2 separate regions of the Ovis aries genome follow, and region 1 is linked to region 2. A link is a contact called in public Hi-C data. All regions are on one chromosome and are shown on one strand. The core of a region is the stretch at or near the end of the contact, and the rest is flanking DNA. Distances in the headings are between cores, read along the strand shown. Region 1 holds the start of LOC101122457 (zinc finger protein 14 homolog). Region 2 holds the start of ZNF565 (zinc finger protein 565).

Evidence for each region. Hi-C and Micro-C count contacts between places; a contact is called where the count stands out from the background.
Region 1: a contact with region 2 is called in a Hi-C map of liver, with 3 times the contacts expected there. The contact joins the promoter of LOC101122457 here to the promoter of ZNF565 in region 2. A contact is called at or near these places in 2 of 16 Hi-C or Micro-C datasets (hypothalamus and liver).

What each region holds. Positions count from the first base shown.
Region 1 is chr14:46,365,627-46,368,621 of ARS-UI_Ramb_v3.0, reverse strand. It overlaps LOC101122457 (zinc finger protein 14 homolog), which reads right to left and starts at 1,344. Exons shown (of 8, transcript XM_012190252.5): 1 at 1,198-1,344. LOC121816368 (a long non-coding RNA gene) reads left to right here and starts at 1,819. Exons shown (of 2, transcript XR_006055917.2): 1 at 1,819-1,984.
Region 2 is chr14:46,160,107-46,163,565 of ARS-UI_Ramb_v3.0, reverse strand. ZNF565 (zinc finger protein 565) reads left to right here and starts at 1,267. Exons shown (of 8, transcript XM_060398555.1): 1 at 1,267-1,307. CAPNS1 (calpain small subunit 1) reads right to left here. Exons shown (of 13, transcript XM_012190219.5): 11 at 728-3,459. ZNF146 (zinc finger protein 146) reads right to left here and starts at 819. Exons shown (of 3, transcript XM_042230905.2): 1 at 1-819.

The DNA of each region.
Region 1 (2,995 bases), core at 95-2,594, 200 kb before region 2:
CACTCCAGTGTTCTTGCCTGGAAAATCCCAGGGATGGGGGAGCCTCATGGGCTGCCATCTATGGGGTCACCCAGAGTCAGACACGACTGAAAGGACTTAGCAGCAGCAGCAGCAGCAGGAAACTGTTTTATGGCCATATACTTAAGATTTGTGCACTTTACTGTATATATGCTATATATCATAAAAATGTTTAAAAAAAACTATCAGAACCATGTTTTGGTAGGGACATGGAGCAATCACATGTTTGATACACGTATATAAAGTATAAACATGACACTCACTTTGGTAAATATCTTGGCACTATTGGGAAAGTGGAAGATACATGACCTAGCACTCCTAGAACTCCACTGGTAGGTAAACTCGTGCGTGATAACCTATGTAAAAGAATGTTCATGGCAGCACAGTCTATAAAGTAAAAAACTAGAAATAACGCAAATGTCCATCATTACTAGAAGGGATGAATAATAGTTTAATGGATGGAACATAGCAAAGAAAACAAATGAACAACTATTAAAATATAATATGGGTAATTCTCAAAAGCACAGTTGAACAAATAGAGTAAGAGATAAAAGACAGTATGGGGTATTCATATAAAGTTTAAAAATAGGGGAAAACTACTGTATAAAGCTTAAAGAGATATATATACATACATGAAAAAATTTCATACAATTTTCCAGTCACACAAACATAATCACACAAATGTAAACCATCAGGGTGTCATACAGCTAGAGATAACCCACAACCCAAACACAGGGCCGCATACCCAGGGTCACATAGCACAGTCACACTTTTCACAAGAGGACAGTCACACCGGCACTGTCACGGGTACTGCACACCTGCACATGGCCGTACACTCACAATCACACTCACCACAGATAAATCACACAGTATCCACAGGTACCCCACAGGTATCTGCAGCCCACAGTCGCACAATCACACCCCTCTAAGGGGACAAACGCTATCACATTCACCGAGTCAAAAGCTACTCACATCCCCACATACAATGCTGCAAGTGATTACACGCACATGACCAGGACGCATCCCGTCACATCGGCACAGTCACAGGTTCTCAGACAGTTAAGCAAACGGTTATCACTGGAACCTCACACACGCTCACTACCGGAAGAGCCAGACACAATCACGTGGTCATTCATCACTTACACCAACGCAAACACAATCACACAGTTTCCGACTCACCTCTTAGCGAGCGGTACAAGGCCTAAGCTCCGGCCCTGCCCTCTTCTCTGGTTCCCCACCTCAGGTCTCCCAAGCTTCCTAAGAAGCTGAACCTTCCACAACAAGGTAACACTAGCTGGTGCGGACCTGAGGGTCCCGCCAGCGCGTGACTTTGAGGCTGAACTCACGCGAGAATCACGTTCTTGTCGAGGAGTCCTCTGGGAAGTGTAGTCAGAGACATCCCTGTGGCTGACAAGATGGCTACCGGTCTACCGGATTTCTAGCAGAAATCAGCTGCAGCCCCGCCTAAAGGGTTGCATCCCCCTCATCAAACCGCCCACCGGAGGCCTCACAGAGCCTGGCTTAGCCTCGGGCCGTGACTCCCAAGAAAGCCCACTGTGAAACGTTTAAAAATGGATTTTCTTACTATCCCCGGGAGTTGAACAGGCTCTGGAAGAAAAGAACTAGACCGCAAGCGGGGAGAAATAGCACAGCCGAGCCTTCTGGGAAATGTAGTTAGGGAGCAGGAAAAGCTAGCGGTGAATGGACCATTTGAAATTGGTCTTAGCCTGCGCCTGGTCGCACCGCGGAGACTTCTGGGAGTGTCACTGCCCAAGGCATTCGCAAGCTTCCTGGGTCGCCGTTTTGGCCTTTGTTCGGCCATGAGTTTGGTTTAGGGGTTCCTCAGTGTAGAGGAATTGTGGGACCTGAACTTGTGAGACCCAAAACTAGTCTGGGAGGCCGAAGGGAAGGGGTACCGGGAATCTGCAACGCAATTGGGGAGGTTGAAGGCGGAGGATTCCTAAACGTGAAACGGGGAGGAATTTCTGCTGCTGGGAAGGGGGCTGATGTTATTCTGTGCTACCTAACTGATTTCTGTGTGGTTTGGGGAGTGAGGAGAAGGGGAGGCCACTTTGCAGGAGGCAAGTAATGAAAACTCGGGGGCCTATGACTGTGGTGATAGTAGGGAGAGGGAGAAACTGGATTCAGGATTTTGTGTCTATGTAACATAATTTCATTGAGTATCACCGTGTGTATGATTGTATCTTGGAAAATAATCTCTGAGCCTCATTGTAAAACGGTAACAAGAAGGGTAGATTTTCCTTGAAGTATTTTTGTGGTTATTGTTAAGGTTTGATGGAACAAAGATTACGTTACTGAGCTAAGGCAATGGCAACCCACTCCAGTACTCTTGCCTGGAAAATCCCGTGGACAGGAACCTGGTAGGCTGCAGTCCATGGGGTCACTAAGAGTCGGACACAACTGAGCGACTTCACTTTCACGTTTCACTTTCATGCATTGGAGAAGGAAATGGCAATCCACTCCAATGTTCTTGCCTGGAGAATCCCAGGAATGGGGGAGCCTGATGGGCTGCCGTCTGTGGGGTCGCACAGAGTCGGACACGACTAAAGTGACTTAGCAGCAACTGAGCTAATAAATGATTTAAAGCTTGACTTTCATGTAAAACAAATTATCGATTATGGGTTAGAAATAAAAGCGCTTTCTTTAGAAAGTCAGTTTGAAAGTGACTATTTTCCTTTCTTTTTTAAGTAGAGTGTTTGCTCTTGCTTACAGCCCAGACCCTGGGGTCAAAGAGCTGATTTGTGAAGTGCTGGACTAAGAAATAAAATTTGATGGGCAGTATCGGCCATTGAAAACAGAAGAGAACTGAATTGTTCACAGGCTAAGTCCTGTCCGACTCTTTGCGACCGCATGGACTGCAGCACACTAGCCTCCTCTCTCCTTCACTATCTCCTGGAATTTGTTCAAAGTATTTCTTCTCAATTTTTGGGAGGAGTTTGAGAAATATTGACATTAT
Region 2 (3,459 bases), core at 18-2,517:
TTAACTGGTCCAGATTCATGGATAAACATTGCAGGAATTAGTTTTTTCAAAGAACGAAGATAACAGTGCCGAATCTAGAACCTCAAGCCCTTGAATCCCCAGTTCTCGGCTTCTGCGCAATAGGACACTGCTTCTAAAAACGGAACGCTGATATTTACTCTAAGACTTAACAGGAGTCCTATTAAAGGACCCCAAAGATCAGGACATTGGAGACCATTTGAAGCAGGCTCCCTCTAACAAAATTATCCTTTAAAATATTGTTAAAAAAAACAACAACAGTGATTTGCCTTCTACCCAATTAAAAGGAAAAGCACTTTTATACCAAAACCCATTTTAAAATTATTTACCACTTAGCTTTTATAGACCTTCAATCTTCAAGTAAATAAGATGTTCCAGAAAGATGGCACCGTTAATCATCAGCACTTTCGACAAGGGAAGTGCCGCTCGGATGTTATTCTCTCAGTGCCGGTCTCCTACACCTCTGAGAAGCAGCCATACAATCCCGTACCCAGTTTCTCCCTCAACAATCTCAAACATCCGGTCAAATTTGCGGTCAAACTCAGGGTCACGCATCGCTCGAACCCTCCCCAGAGGCCCCCACCCCCACCCTACATGTAGGCCAGCAGCTCTTAAACCCGCTCCCCACTCTCGCACCGCACCCCAATAGATCCGGAATCCTTCCCTTCAACGTCCCCGACCCCATCGGCCCAAGACGCCCACATCCCACCTCCTATTTTCGCGCCACGTGGACCCAGGGGCCGGACTGACCCGCGGACAAAGACCAAAATGTCCACTCGATGCGCTGCGCCTGCGCACTCCGAGGGCGAGTGAGCACTCCCAGAAGTCTTCGCGACGCGGCCCGCACGGTCACGGTGGCCGAGCACAGGCTGGTATCTGATTACCTTCTGTCAACAGCAACCGCGCTTTCCCGGCCTTGGACTACATTTCCCTTAAGGCTTTGCTAGTTGACACTCTACGTCTCTCTGTCTCTTTCCCCCAGCCAACTTGGCAGCCTCTTCCTGTGATTATGAGGCTCTCAGAGTGAGTAATCCTGACTTGCAGAAAGATAAATTCAAGCATGGTGGAAGGTTTGGAAAGGGAACCCCTTTCTTTGAAGGCTTTCGAGGGCAGTGTCAAACGGGCCAAGCCCAGACTGTGGGTATGAGGACGCCATCTTGTCTGTGGCTGGACTAGCTCTGGACTACGTTTCCCAGAGTCCACAGTGGCCCAGCGTTAGGTCTCTCTTGACGTCGTGGCGAGATCTTTAGCTCCGCAGGGACCCGGACGCGACCAAGGGAAGGCAGAAGGTGAGGGGTCTGGGACTCTGGGGCGGGGACTGGGCGTGTCCAGAGAGCCTTGGGTTTTTGCGCGCTGGCTGCTGAGGATGCGAGAATCTTTATGTGGCTTTGTGTGTCATAGTGTGAGCAGATTGTGCGACTGTGTGCCTTACTGGGTGTGAAATTGTGACTGTGTATAAAGATGTGGAGGTGTCTCATTCTGTGGTTGTGTCCTTGTATGTCCTAAGAGCGAATATCTGGTTGTATTTGTGTGATACTGACCATTTGTTCAGCACCAAGTGTGTAGCTGTGAGGCGCCTGTGACTCCAGTGCTCTGACAGATTGTGACCCCAGACAGTAATTATAACCTCAGCCTTCCCGTGTAACACAGGGATGGGGCATGAGGTCCATTCTTCTCTGCTCACCCTTGCCTGTGCGGGAGAGTTGGGCGATGAACCTTTAAAAATGACCTGATCCCTCACGATTGTTTTTTCTTGATTCTTCTCCAAGAGATATATTGAGAGAACTACTGTTGAACATTAAAAAGCCAGTTTCTGCGTCCATCAGTTTTTCTTCTTTCCCTGAAACCCTTGTTTTCCGAGATGTGTGGTTAAACACATACACAAGTAATTCAGCCAAATGTGAGGACTAATTGGCTTTATTCAACTTCTGAATCCGGCAGTATCCCATCTACCAAGTAGCTACTCCAAAGGGTTGTACAAAATGGAAGTTTTTTACAGGCAGTAGGAAAGTGGGACAAGGAAGTTATTAGCAAAAGAAAAGAAACGATTGTTTTAGGCCCGGACATCTTTTAGGGGAAGGAAATGGCAGGGGTCTTATCATGCAGATTAGCTCACCGGTGCCAAGCAGGAAATTTCAGATCGATTTGTTTAAAGAGCATATTTTCTTGAGAAACATTTAAACTGGAATTAAGTCTTGGTTTGTTGTTATGGGACACATGACTCCATTTTAGGCTTTTTTTTTTTTTTTTTTTAACATGTGCTTTCCTTTTCTTCTGAAACTTCTTGCCTAACAAAGCCCCACACCACCATTCACCTCCAAGTGAACTGGAGTCCTGTATTTGCCCTTGGAGTCAATTACTGAGTGCCATGAAGGTAAACTGAAAGGCCCACACTCTCCATATTCCCTGCACACCTAGTGTTCATCTAAATGTTTTAAACTTTTCATTTTAAATACTAAAAAATAAAAATAAATACTTAAAACTGTTGCAAAAATAGAATTCCCAAATACTCTTAATCCAGCTTCTCTATCAAAACCAGGAGATTAACAGATACACTAATAGATACTGATATTGTTGTTTTTTTACCGGATGCAGGCGTGCTCTGCTCACCACAGGGAGGTCAATGAATCCAGGAGACGAGGTGCTGAGGCAAGGAAGAGACTTTAATCAGGGAGCAGACCAGCCGAGAAGATGGCAAGCTAGCGCCTCAAAATAACCATCTTATTGGGGTCTGGATGCCAGGTTCTTTTATAGATCAGAGAGAAAGAAGCGATGAGGAACTAAAGTCCAAAGACAGAATAGAAACGAGATGCAGGGGGGAAGTAAACTGAAAGGGTCTTCAGTCTTGCAAAACATCTCCAAGGGAATGTTCAGCCTTCAGAAGTGAAAGTGAAGTCGCTCACTCATGTCCGACTCTTTGTGACCCGTGAACTGTAGCCCACCAAGCTCCTCCGTCCATGGGATTCTCCAGGCAAGAATACGGGAGTGGGTTGCCATTTCCTTCTCCAGGGGATCTTTCCCACCCAGGGAAAGCTCGACCTAGGCTCGAACCTAGGTCTCCCACATTGCAGGCAGACGCTTTAACCTCTGCACCACCAGGGAAGCCCTTAAATACAAGAATACAGTCTCTCAGAAAACCTCCTATAGAGACACAGAACTTAAGATCCAAGTACTGACGTCAAAGATTTCAAGGGAGGAAAGGAAGCCAGGTTGAAAGAAGGGGGAGGAGGCGGGAGAGGGCGAAAGGGGTGGCCTTACAGTCGTCTCCTGCCACCTACAGATACTCAGGCCTCATGGGACTTTTCCCTGGGCCTCCAGAGAAGGGAGGCCTGGAACTTGGCCCTACCAGAAATCAGACCACACCAGAACCAGAATTCCAGTTCTCTGCCAAGAGGGGGTGATCAGTCTCCAATCCTCAGCTCAGGCTGAGGGCCCTTCGAC